Regions from separate parts of the Mus musculus genome. Here region 1 is linked to region 2. A link is a contact called in public Hi-C data. All regions are on one chromosome and are shown on one strand. The core of a region is the stretch at or near the end of the contact, and the rest is flanking DNA. Distances in the headings are between cores, read along the strand shown. Region 1 overlaps Pbx1 (pre B cell leukemia homeobox 1). Region 2 has its middle 280 kb from the start of Gm51671.

The links. A called contact is a pair of places that touch in the nucleus more often than the background predicts.
Region 1: a contact with region 2 is called in a Hi-C map of uterus, with 2.2 times the contacts expected there. The contact joins two enhancer-like sites. A contact is called at or near these places in 1 of 484 Hi-C or Micro-C datasets (uterus) and 1 of 115 datasets of contacts at active chromatin or transcription factors (embryonic stem cells).

The regions. Positions count from the first base shown.
Region 1 is chr1:168,378,577-168,385,540 of GRCm38.p6, reverse strand. The region is part of intron 2 of Pbx1 (pre B cell leukemia homeobox 1); the gene reads left to right. It overlaps Gm51671 (a long non-coding RNA gene), which reads right to left. Exons shown (of 2, transcript XR_003948152.1): 2 at 1-6,964. Among named protein-coding and RNA genes, the nearest start is that of Gm51671, 36 kb to the right of the region's middle. Within about 2 kb of position 3,135, at least 103 of the 459 cell types and tissues checked have an H3K27ac peak or open chromatin away from gene starts, as enhancers often do. A contact at or near this core is called in uterus, where this site is marked.
Region 2 is chr1:168,062,293-168,069,105 of GRCm38.p6, reverse strand. No RefSeq gene overlaps it. Among named protein-coding and RNA genes, the nearest start is that of Gm51671, 280 kb to the left of the region's middle. Within about 2 kb of position 2,060, at least 16 of the 459 cell types and tissues checked have an H3K27ac peak or open chromatin away from gene starts, as enhancers often do. A contact at or near this core is called in uterus, where this site is marked.

The DNA of each region.
Region 1 (6,964 bases), core at 1,886-4,385, 320 kb before region 2:
CAGGGGGAAAAAATCCCCACCCCCACCCCCCAAAAAAGAGGAGAAAAGAGTTGATATAAAGCAGACAGACATTGCTTCCAACAACACCCTGCCCCCACCGCATTTATTAATGAGAAAATAAATTTAGGGCCCAAGGTGTCAGACTGGTCACCAGGCATCTCTTACCGTTGGCTTTTGCTTCTTGACCCTCTGAGAGAGGAGAAAAAAAAATTCAATCTTTCAGAGTGTGAAGGCTACTCCCTGCCATTTACCATGCTCCAGAAAGTTAGGAGATATTTCTTACTCTTCTTTGTTTGTTTGTTTGTTTGTTTGTTTGTTTGTTTATCTATTGCATCAGTGTCTGTCTTCCTATTAGCCATAGGCACAAACACCTAGGGAATAGGTTGCAGACAGTTTGTCCAATAGCCACTCTAGGTATGCAAATTCTGAAAGTACTATTTACAAGTCCTGCCAGCCTCCTCTCCCCTCTCATTGGAGTCTTGCCATCCTCTACCACACATTATTTCTCTCAGTGCTTACATACATGCACCTATGCACGCACGCACTCGCACACACACACACTTGCGCACGCGCACCTCCAGCGCCCTGGATTCCCTGAGGTCCAAATGTCTGGGGACTGCTCTTTGGTTACATCAGTGAGAATCTTGTGGATTTCGTGAGACCCTCCATGGCCTCTTCACTGGGCTTGGCGAGCGTTTGGGGCCAGGCAGGAAAAGGAAGCCACAGAGACTCTCCCTATTTGGTTTTGGTACACCCTAACAGCTAACGCAGTGTCTGACACACATTGGACACTCAGTTTGTTCAGGGAAACATCGTGAGCAGCTGGAAGATCCTGTGAAGGAGAAGGAAGGAAAGACATCAGCCGGCCTTTGAGCATTTAGAGCAGAGAAAGACAGCTCATGGTTGGTCAGGGCAAAGGCTTCTTTCTAATCTGGTGGTAGAGCCACCGGACACTTTCCACTCCTGAAACTCTTTGAACCAGAGGCTTGGCACAAATTCCTGGATCCAAGTTCAAGGGTCCAGCCTTGCTCCCCTGGACAGCTCCCTTTGTCTGTGAGATTTGGTATTAAGGCTGTGGCTGCCTCCTCTTCTGCTTGCCTTCCTGCTCCTCTCTAATGAGCACACTCTGGCGCCAAGAAAGCTCCCAGCCACAGAGAAAAAGACTCAGGGGACTGGATTGTGAGGGACAAGCAAGCTCTGAGCTTGGAGGGTGGTCTGGGGGGAGGGGGGGCTCCCTTGTCTTCTTTGAAGCATGGAGGGGCTGGTTCCAGGGCTCTGTGGGAAAGCCTTTTGAAGACTGGTACTCTTGGGCCATGGGGCGCCACTATCCTTTAGTTGAGGGGGTCCCTGTTTTGTTCCAAAGAAGATGTGGTAGGGTTAACATAAAAGCTGCAGTTAACTAGGAACCCAGTGGTCTGTGTGGCTGCTCTGTTAATTGCTTGGTGAATTAAGCCCAGGAGGCATGAGGGGTGGGTGGAGAGAGCTGTTTTGAGAGGTTAAGGTCCTTGTAGACAGACTGATGCTAGGGTTATACTTGGGTGGAAACAAGCAAGCTGAATACCAGGAGAGCTACCCACAACCAGCTGACATGCTGAGCCCCTGTGACCTTAGTCAAGGCCTGCCCTGAGGATCACAAAAATGGTCTCTCCCCTGAGCAAGACTAGCTGGCGGACCATACCCGCCTGGCTCCCAGGCCACAAGTATCTGTACACATTTGGCCCTGGAGGGTCTGTTTGTATGCTCTTCTTTCCTTCAAGCTTGAGCTGAGAGATGGGGAAGAAAGAAAAGAGAAACTTCAGATTAAATGTGTATCCAGGACAATGAATTGTATCTCCAGTCAGGCTAGCTTCTATTGTCTAGCTTTTTGTTTTCTGAACTTTCGCTCATCATAAATCCTTTCCCGTCTCCTTTTGTGTGTTCAATTTTTTTTTTAAATTATTATTTGTAACAACTCTTTGTCCTTTGGCCAGTCCATGTCTGTCCCTCCTGACTCTGTAATACACACCACATTTTATCACTTGGGTCCTGATCATAGCCCCAGCCCGTCACTTGGAAACTTCGTGTCTTTAAGTTTTCAAAATTTTGTTTCTTTGGAATATTGTTGTGGGTAAGAGGTCCACTTGACCCTTTCTGAGGTGGTCTGTCTGTCTAGCTTTGCAACAGGCTTCCATTTCTGTCTTTCATATAGAAATCTCAACCCTGTGTGCTTATAACCCTCTTCGTTCCCTCTCTGGTTGTCTGCTTAGGAAAATAGTCTTGCTCCAGAAATTAAAAAAAAAAATGCCCCTGGACTTTCTTGTTTTTGGGTTAAACATTCCTTTACTTTGAGGCACAGAATAAAAATTACTTAGGAGAATAAAACCTGGGGTGACATACCCCACAGGAAGTGGGGACCTGGGCCTGCCTGATTCCTTAGCCGACCAGGGAGTCAGGGGCCTGCACAGCGCCTGGCCTCCTGCTAATGTTTCTTGAATCTCACTTTACCTCCAGCTAGAAGAGAGCTGACAGCCTCCAACAATGGCCTTCTTTCTTGCAGCAGGGCCGGTGTTTTGATAGTGTCAGGTTACACCCCTGCCTCCCCCTGGCCCATTTATAAACCTGACACAGGCAACATGATGTCATGTTACTTTTTTCAGCGTCTCAATGAGGGAATTTTTAACCCCCCAGGTCAGGAGGATGATAGTTGGTTTTTGCTGAAATGAACCATGGCATGGTATAATTAATATGTGGGCTCCTAGTTCAAGCCGGTGGGAACGAGGAGTGGGGGTGGGAGTAGGTGGGGTCTTGATCTCTCTAGTGTGGGTGAAGGGTGAGGTGTTTTCCTTCTTGGCTCTTAAGGCTCCCAGCCACCTACTGTTTGCAAATGCAGCCTTGGGAGCTGCCCTGGACTGTGCTGTCTTGCTGAGATCCTAATTTCCAGCCTCAGTGGCTTTAGGAGTTGAACTGAACTGGGAATGAAAGGGGTCCCTGGGGAGGTTACCCTGTGGTGGGTCTGAGGGACCACATTTCTGACCTGGCCTGTGGTCTCCTCCTTCTGCCTCCCCTCTACCTTTCTGTGCTCAGTACCTGTGACTATAAAAGCACTCAGCACAGCTCCATGTCTCTGAGCTTACCATTTGTTTCTTTGGAATCAAAAGGCACAGAGTGTTCTATAAGGAATGTCTGCATGGCATTCCCCAGGAGCACCCCCCTGCCCGCCCACCCACTCCCACCACCTGCTCCGAGGGTGGAAAAGGCGAAAGGTGAAAGGTCATGGCGCTTCCGTCTCTGTCAGGGTCTCCCTTCCAGGAGTGACCTTGGTACCAGGGTCTCCTGAGGAGGTGGGTGAGAGTGGTGGCGAGGAACACTGGCCACAGAGTCTTCATTTTCTAGTCCTGACCCCGATGTTAACTGGCTGATTAACTCTGGCAAGTTATTTGATACTTCTCTGCCTGATGGGTTAGGTATGAGGAACAAGAAAGACTTTACCTTACTGGATTACTGGGCAGATCAAATGTATCTAATAAACACAGTGTGTTTATAGCAGTGCCTGGCATGTAGGAAATACCACATGAGACTTTCCTTAAAGAAACCTTTCGATGTAGATATCCTGGCATACATGTGTATGTAGATATATAGATAATATTTCAAGCATTTTTTTTCTTTCTACCTTAAAGAAATGCAAATTGGTAAAACAAAGCAAAACAAACAACAGGAACCCTGTGCGCTAGTTTCTCAGCATCTAGAAGATGTAGGTGGGGCCCTCATTCAAGCCTTATGCTCCACATTTCAAAGTGTAATGTTTTATAACCATATGTGTAGGCACGCCATCAGGGCCATCTCTTAGACATGTATTTCAAACACCAGGCTGGACTGAATCCAAAACCCAACCACTTTTGAACTTGTCCTTCTTCTGGGAGCAGGTCACACCCTTGGTGGACTCTTAGCCTTTGCACAGTGTCCTTTGCTTCATGTGCATTCCCGTGGCTCGGTGCAGCCTAGTGAGCTTCCACAGCCACCTGCTCAAATGTCAGGATTGCAGTAAAGCTATGCTTAACTCCCTCCAGGATCATCCTGGGATCCCCAGAGCAGGGTCTGTGTGTCTGTGTCCTAAGGTGTGCACACTCTGTTTTTATGATCGCTGTGTAGGCGAGCTCTGACTCTCCCCTGGGGCGGGGGCGGGGGGGGCAGGGACGAGACACAGCTGTCAGCACAGTGCTAGTTACCTAGCTCATGCTATGCATGGGTCTTGTTGTTTGTTTGTTTGTTTAAATAAATAAACTAGTATGCATAATTAGTGGATACAATGCAAATATCTTCCCCGTCTCCATCTCTAGGGAAAGCAGGGAAGAAAATGCGGAACTCAAACCCCACTTTAGGACTTGACCAATTTTGAGTGAAAGGCAGGATTTCCCTAAAGCACACTCCATTTAAGCCTGCCACAAGATAGACCCCTTAAAGCACTTGGAACCAGAGAGGTGATTTTTAGGGGATCTGTCAGGCCTTGGTGTCTTGCTGATAAAGTAGGATCTGACTAGAAGACTCCCATATACTCAAGAGATGGCAGTCTGGTGGGATGACCGATCTGAAGCCAAGCACAGTCCAGCCCATGCCTAGCAGTACCTGGGCATTTGATTCCTAGACTTGAGGTGTTCCCTGTTGAGAAGTGTGGTCCCGTCCCTTCTCTGTGTGTGTCTGTGTGTGTGTGTGTGTGTGTGTGTGTGTGTGTGTGTGTGTGTGCGTGTGTAAATTTGTAAAAGCCCTGTGGGGCTGCTTTTGTTGTTTTATGGACCAGTGGTTCAACCGTTCTCATTTTACAGTGCATTACATGTCCTAACCAAGGACACACCTCCTTTTATGGCAGAGGCTCAAGGAGTCTAAAATGAGGACACTGATGGCAGCTCTTCCCTAACTGGCTGTGATTCCTTCTGTGCTCAGGGTTCACGGGCCGCAGCAGGTCAGCCCACAGATACCTCCCTTTGCTTGCTACGTGGTCCTGTTGTCCTGTCCATCCCCCAATCTCTCTTTCTCACTCCTTCCCCCTGTGCTCACCCCCGCCCCCACCCCATTCCCTCACTTCTGTTGACATGTGACTTGTAGCATTGGCTGACTTCCTGCCTGCATCTTGATGTCTGCCAACTGGCCGATGATGGGTCTGCGATCCCGCTTCCCTCTGCCTGTTTTCACCCTCTGAACTGTGGAGGCAGCTCATAAAACATGGGCTCCACACATTTTACAGCATTCGGCTGGGCTTCTCACAGCACACATGGTAATGACAAGCAGGTTTCCAGGGGGCAGAGCCAACTGGAGGCTCAGGCTTCCTTTGCATGACATGTCAGGTGGACTGTGAGCATCTCCCGAGATGTCTCAACCGTTTTCACTTCTCAGGAGGTCAAAGGACATGTGTGGACACGGTTCTTTCCAACCGGTGGCCCCTTTCTGACTATAATACAAATGCGTGGAGTTTGATCCTCTTACCTTGGTCTTGTTGAATGCAGTATTATATACACACACAACCACGAGGAATTTTTAAAACAGTGTGTGTGCTATCTTTGCCCCTCATTCAGTTTTCTTCATGCAAGTAAATATAAGAACATTAAAGCCATGACTATTTTTTTTCAGGATCAATATTTCCTTTGTTCAGGTAAGGAATTCTACTCCGGAGTAAGATTCCTGACCTTATATGGCACTGGTCCCCAACAGATGCCAAATGCTCAGGTCCCTACATTCTAAATGTTAGGTACCAAATTGACCTTTCTGTAATCGATTTGTTTAATCCAGTGTTATTAAGAGCCAGCTGTTCCAGCATTGATTGGATTGATGCGATGGCCCTGGGAAGCAGTCACTAGACATGGCCAAAGTCACTAAAGTGTGTGTGTGTGTGTGTGTGTGTGTTCTGGGCAAGGACTCAGTTAGTAGCAGCATTGGATTATGCACATCACCAATAAGTCAGACCAAAGAGACAATTACAGGTGGCCTGTCACCAGAGGAGGGGGTGAAGTAGGAGAGGGAGGGAGAGAGGGCATGTCTAGCACTGTTGGCTTTGGAATTTGGCTACCTTTGGCCCCACATGCCTAAAAGAGTCTTGGAGCTTAAGAGCCAGGCATCTGGAAAGGCAAAGGATATGGGTATTGGTTACTAAGATGCCTTCTAGGTGGTCACCATGGCAATCTCCAAAGATGAGAGCCCAGGGGGGAAGGATGAAAAAGAGAATTTTTGACTCTTTCCATTCAGGCCTTAGAGCTGCTGCTGAGAGTTTCCTAGTAGCCTTTAAATGGCTGCCCTACAAATTTGGGCTGCTACCATGTATGAACAGGTCGGGCAGCAGCAATGCCAAGGCCAGAAGTCATACCATTCCTGTCAGTGTCCTTGGGCTCCTCATGTATTATCTCCTGTGCCTCCTGAGGTTTTTCTCTGCCTCCAAGACTTCTCCACTCTTCATCTGTCTCCTCTGATGTGTGGTTGGGAACCTCATCTTCCGATCTTTATTTTGGTTTTGATAGGAAAAAATTAGGCTACATAATAATACCTTGCAAGGATTAAGTGCCGTGTTGGGTGTATCTCCTCTGAGAAAGGTATTCCTGGGAGTGTACCAATAAAATAAGTTTAGTTAGCTGAATCATGTTTTGCAGACATCGAAGTTCTCAATTTAGAAATCTCTGCAAAGGATGGAAACCTGACCAAAGTCGTCTCAGCCTCACACTGAGATTTTTCAGTAAAGGTTTAAGAAGCACATGTTTTTTTCATGAATTACAAAATAAAAATAATAAGAGAGAGAGAGAGAGAGAGAGAGAGAGAGAGAGAGAGAGAGAGAGAGAGAGAAGAAGAAGAAGAAGAAGAAGAAGAAGAAGAAGAAGAAGAAGATGATGATGATGATGATTTTGCTAATGCTACCTACTTTATTCTTGACATGATTCGGTTCCTTTAAATATAGCAATATAGTCAGTCCTGGTACACAGACTGATAATCCTTGCTACTTGGGAAG
Region 2 (6,813 bases), core at 811-3,310:
AATCACAAGACACAGACAACTAATCATACATAAGCTAGTCCTGAATGTTCTGTGACCTCTCTAAGGATTTTCTTAGAAACACACACACACACACACACACAAGTTTAGATTCCTTTTCTCCTAGTGATGACTATAGCCTCTAAGTCACACTCTTGTATTTGTCTTGAAAGTCCCTGATTTAATAATATGGTGATTCTGTTTAGCTCAAACATTCAACATTTGAAGCCCAGAAATTGAGAGGAGGACTGGTTTTTATCACATTCTCCACCGTAGTCCAAATGGCAATGAGACATATTTTGGCCAGTCCTGGTTTGACGTTTCTGTGTAAACAAGGCATCTGAAGCAAGGTGGAATTAGTAGCACTTTGTTCTTCTTCGAAGTACAGTACTGAATAAATGTCCCTTCCCCATTGGGAAAAAAAAAAAAGATCCTATGAGTAACCATAGTGATAATAATTCCATCTCCAAGTAAAAATTATTATTGTTATCTTTGTTGGCAGCTCTGTTTCTTTTTTGTCACAAGGAGACAGAAGGCAGACAGCGTCTTGAAGTCTGTAAAAGGCTCACCTAAGCAGGACGAGGAGCAGCTGCATTCTCTCTCAGCGGAGCACAGAACAAGGGAACATGGCTTAACCATAGAACGAGGAAATGGTTCCTGGCAGTGTGCTCAGTGGGTTGTCATGGGAGTTTACAGAGTTGTCTTCTTTAGGCGTCTTTGAAAATAGCTTAGCTGATCTGTGCCTAGAATGGCAGATGCTTGTCCTGCTTTGCTTGTGTCCACTGCACATTTAGCATGCTCTTGCTGGGGCAGTTGTGTCCATGCATACTGTGACCACAGAAGCAATGAGCCATGTCTGTTATGCACACCAGGCTTAGAGTGCAGAGGGTGGGCTCTGAAACCATGAGGAAATAAGCAGGGTTGAGGGTTGGAAAACTAACCCTACAATGATTGTTTCAGCTTACCCATTTGTGGTTAGTTAGATACCACCCTGTTGCTGTTTTCCAACATTTGGACACGATTCAAGGACTGAAGAAATGGTTCAGAACCTATGAACATATATTTCTCTTGCAGAGGACCCATGTTTCTTTCCCATCACCCATGCCAGGCAGCTCACAAGCTCCTGTAAAACACACACACACACACACACACAGAGAGAGAGAGAGAGAGAGAGAGAGAGAGAGAGAGAGAGAGAGTTAAAAGAGAGAGACATAGAGAGAGAAACAGAGAGAGAAAGAAAGAATGAACAAATGAAGGGAAAGGAAGGAAGGGAGGGAGGGAGGGAGGGAGGGAGGGAGGGAGGGAGGGAGGAAGGAAGGAAGGAAGGAAGGAAGGAAGGAAGGAAGGAAGGAAGGAAGGAAGGAAGGAAGGAAGCTGGACTCAACCAAAAGCACTCCCTTTGCCCAGAAGTCATGGTGAAATTGACAGATCCAGCTCCTCCTTGTGGGTTCCCTAATTTGTCCCCTTCCTCACTCTGTGCAGATCTGGAGAGGGACTTGGAGTTCTCTGAAGTGGGGTTGTATGCTAGCATTGGGAATCATTCCAACATCCATAGAGAAACATCCTACAAAAGGCTTCAACTGTTGTTAAACCTTAGTCTTCATTCTTCTGGCCCCGCTGATAATCTCTCTTCAGAGAATGTGCTTTCATTTCAAAAGCTATGGTCAGAGCCCCCGCTCTGTTCTTCAGCAACAATAATATTTTACCTCAGAGCTGACATTTATATGCAGGCAACTCATTTGTTACAAATTCTAATTGCGGAGCAACAACCCAAAAAAGGCAATGCAAGAGGCAAAAGGAAAAAAGGCTCAGAAACCCTTTGAGATCTCATCTAATTAAAAATGCAAATTAAGAGAGAAACCCGGAGTCATAAGTCCTGCTCAGTCTTTTCAAAGGCACCAATTACCAGTGACTCATTGGGAAAGGGACTGTCCTTAATTTTAAGACACATTTCTCAACAGCATCCCATTGACAGGAAATTAAAATGACTACCAGCTTAGAAGAGTTAGCACTTCAGCCTTGGTTGTCCAGGCTTTAAGGTTCCTGTTGTTCTGTTTCTTTAGCAACCGCAGCTAACGCAGATGACTTGCTGCCTCCGACTTCTCCTGAGGTCTAAGAACATTTTGTTTCCCAGAGATAAGCAATCTCATCTCTGATCTCATCCAGTCGCTTCTCATGGAACTAAACTGAAGGACATTCCAGAAAAGAACAAACTCAATGAAACCGAAAAGAATGCTTTAGAAGGCAAGTCAGCAGGGACGCTATTGGGGAATAAATGCCATTAGATGGAAGTTGAAGACTCTTGCTGGCTCTGAGTCTGGCCGTGCTTTTATATGAATCTATAACACATGCCAAGGGCTTCATGATTGTTATGTCTCTCGGTATTAATAAAGCATACATAGTACTTTTTGTCCTAACATGTTCTAAAATGGAGATGTTTAAGTCTTAGAACTAGATGACAGAATTACAAGAGGTTTTCTGGATTGAGCTCTCTGTCTTGAACTCACCTGACAGGGACAGCGTGTCGATATTATTTGAAGTCTAAGTGGAAGACAGAGACCACACGATAATTCCACAAGGAAATGTTCTCAAAGGGGGAATTGATAATTCAGCACTTAGGAAGTGGGAAGAGTGGGAAGTTTGCCCGTGAGATTGAGCCTCAGTCAGGTCTAAATAGTACATGTCAGATCCACCAGTGTGAAGACTACATAAGACTCCATGTCACAAGACAGAACAAAATAAAACACAAACAACGTAATTTTTAAATTACATCATTGGCTTGAAGAAACAAGGGACTGCCTATTAAGAAGTAAAGAGAGCTCGATGGGATATAAGGCTACAGATAAAGGTGGCAGGCACTACCACTCAGACTGATAACGTACTCATGAAAAGCTCCCCCCTCAACCCCAAGCCAAAGAGATCTCCTTGGTTCCCTGAATAATGAATTCACTGAGATGACAAGAAGGGGGGCTTTGCTAGAAACTCAGCCTGCAGGTTAGTGAGGGAAGCTGTCAAGGATCAGGCCAAGTTGACAAAGGATCAGCCAGAGTCCTTTATGATGGGTAGATGTCTGGGAAGTGTCCTCCATTGCAGACACTTGAGGTGGTGCTAACGTAGTCTGCTAGGCATCGAGTCTACTGCAGAAGTAGGACATTGGAGAATCTGTTCACTGCAGGAGTTAGGCTCAGGATAACTTCTCCCTGCTGCGGGAGGTGGGCATTGGAGAAGCTGTTTATGCTGTAGGCTTGCAGCACTGTGGAGGTCATGCACTCTTTGGAAACTGGGTGCTAGGGTGATTGTACACCCCGCAGTAACCTTGCCCTAGGAAAGACATTTGCACAGCAGGAGCTGAGCACTTTCCGGGAGCTGTGTATGGTAAAGAGACTGCCAGAGAGCACAAAGGAACCAAGGGGAAAAATCCCACCCTCTAACTGTGTTCTTCTAGCATCCTCTACTGACAAAACATTGTGTTTGCTGGCCGTAGAGAAGTGTTTAAAGGGCTCATCTTCATTGTTAAAGAAAAAGGAAAAAACAAAAACAAAAACCAAAAAACAGGCTATAAGATTTGGATTTGGAAGTGAAAAGCTACAGAGCAATATTAGTACATCAGCTATTGTACCAGTCTTTTTACATGTGATCTCACTCATTCCCTTCTCTTATTCTGAGTTGTGGGTATCCTGACACACAGTACACAGGAAATGGAAAAATTTAAAGGCTATCCAAGAACTAGGGAGAGGCAGAGTGAGAGTTCAAGTCTAATCTGGGCTAAATTATTTTCTTTTTGTATCAAGTTTACTCCAACAGGATCTGGGCTTCTTGTAAGAGTAGGGGCTTAGCAGTCCAACTTCAGGAAGGAGGTAGGGATGAAGAGTGAAAGATAGAGGCAGTGGGGGTTCTAGTGTGCTGGAACGATGGGAGATGGAGTTGCATTTCTGTGATTGATAGGGAAATGGGATAATGGTGGTAGATTTGCCTTTTCCTCAAGTGATTAATATGTAAATTTAGGATCTTTTCTAAATAGTAGGACAACATCAGGAGATATTAAAAACATAATTTAAGTTGCCTTTGCCTTTATTCTCCTGTGAGATTCTGAGTACAACTCCTAAGTGCAGCTGCCCATGTTTTTGTATTACTATTGATGTCTCAGCAGAGATGTGTGTGTGTTTGTGTGTGTGTGTGCAGGCGCACAAATGTGTGGTATGTAACTGTGTATATGCATGCCCTCGTATACATAATTGAATGAGTGTGCAGGTATGCAGTGTGCATGCTTGTGAGAAGGCTGAAGTTTGATGTTGGGTGTTTTTTTTCAGTTGCTCTATAAATGGAGGCAGAGTCTCTCACTGAACTCAGGGATCACACTTCAGGTAGTTTAGCAACTCAGCTTGCTCCTGGCTTGCCTTTCTCTGCATCTCTGCCTATGAAGTACAGGAAAACAAGCAGGACACCAAACCTGCCTGTTGTTCGTGTGGAGTCTGGGGGTCTGAGTTCCAGGCCTCCTGCTTGCTCTGCAAGTACTTTACCACACTGAGCCATCTCTTCAGTCCCCTTGAAGGTTTGCACTCGTAGTAAGAGGCTGGGTAACTGACTGCAGGGGCATGCTGCGGAGAGGGGAAGGTTTCTGGAGCTCTTTCATGCCAAGAACCACATAGCTTGGAAGCCTGGCATTTCTTGTATAGGAAAGGGAAGCTTACTGGGGGATTTAAGCTGGACCCACCCACTGGCCTTAAGCAAATGATGTGTGCTCTCCACAACTGCCAAAGGCTAAGATGTTCACCAGGAAGCCTTAATCTCCAGTGCCATATGTGATGAGGAAAGCATGAATATCCTTCTGCTTGGTGATGGGTGAAGCCCTAAAGACTCAATCTGGTCCTGATGAACATCCAAGAATCTAGATGTGCGCACCCGCTGAGGCAGGGGCTTCTGCCAACAATGTGGGTAAGGAAGTCTGTGCTTTCTCACAGTGTCGGGTTTGTTCAGTTTGGGTTTAAACAAACACTGTAATTTCTATCCTGGGGTCTAAACAAGTGGGTCTCGCTGCTGCATCCAGATGCCATTTCTGCCCTGGGAACTGGTGCATTTCATTGAAGAATTTTAATATAACCTTCAATGTTCTCTATGTCATCCAAAATTTAAAGTGTTGTTCACTAAGCTATTCAAAACAAACAAACAAACAGCAACAACAAAAAACCCTCCAATGGCCAAAACCTATAAAAAACAAATTAGTATGAAAAATTCAAGCATATTCACAAAATAGAATAACAAACTGTACAGTGTGCTTCATCTGTCTTTAGTAATTATCAACTCACAGAAATCTTAACTTACTTAAACTCATGTCTACTTTCATACTTTAGACAATCTTAAGAGCATCTCATCCATGATAAAATTGTGGGTGTATAGCTGTGTGTGTGCCCACATGTGTATGTGTATGCACATGTGTTTGTGTGTGCACATGTGAAGGTTAAAGGACAACTTACTCAAGAGTCCGTCCCTACTTTCCACCATGTCTCAGCAATTGAACTCAAATTGCCTGGCTTGGCAGCAAGAACCTTTGCCTACTGAGCCATCCCACCAACCCTGTGTAATTCTTAAGATGAACAAACATTAAAACATAGTATATATTTTCACACCTAAACATCCTTGAGATGCCACACCCACCCCCATAAATTGCTGATTTCCATTCATTCTTCTGACCTTCTGGTAATCTCCCCTGTCTCTCCACCCCTGATCCTGAACCACCTGCCTATTTTCCTCCCCATCCCCTTTCCCACCCAGTTCTCTCCCTCCATCTGCCTCCTACAAATTATTTTATTTCCCCTTTCTATGTGAGATTCAAGAATCCTCACTTGGGTGCTTGGGCCTTTTCTTTGTTTAGCTTCTTTGGGTCTCTAGAGTGTGTCATGTGCATTCTGTATTTTATGGCTAATATCTACTTATAAGTGAGTGCCATGCATGTCCTTTTGGGTCTGTGTTATCTCACTCAGAATGGAATGATGCTGGTCTAACTGTATGTCTGCTTCTAGAAAAATGCAATAGATCCATATCTATCATCCAGCACAAAACTCTAGTCCAAGTGGATTGAAGAACTCAACATAAAACCAGATGCACTAAATCTAATAGAACAGAAAGTGGGGAATAGGCTTGAACTCATTGGTACAGAAGACAACTTCCTGAACAGAACACCAATGGCTCAGGCTCTAAGATCAACAATTGATAAATGGGACCTTATGAAACTGAATTGCTTCTCTAAGACCAAGAACACTGTCAAGAGGATAAAATGGCAGCCTAGAGACTGGGAAAGGATCTTCACCGATCCTACATCTGACAAAGGGCTAATATCCAAAATTTATAAAGAACTCAAGAAGTTTGACACCAACAGCCCAAATAACCCAATTTAAAACTGGAGTATAGAGATAAACAGAATTCTCAACAGAGTAATCTTGAATGGCAGGGAAGCACTTAAAGAAATGTTCAAAGTCCTTAGTCACCAGGAAAATGTAAATCAAAACAACCCTGAGGTTCCACCTTACACCAACTAGAATGACTAAGATAAAAAATTCAAGGGACAGCACATGCTGGCAAGGATACGGAGATAGGGAAACACTCCTCCATTGCTGGTAGGGTTGCAAACTTGTACAACCACTCTGGAAATCAATCTGGCAGTTTCTCAGAAAATTGGAAATAGTTCTACATGAAGACGCAGCTATACTGCCATAAGGGCATATACCCAAAAGATGCTCCACCATCCCATAAAGACACTTGCTCAACTATGTTCATAACAGCTTTGTTCATAATAGACAGAAACTGGGAATAGTCTAG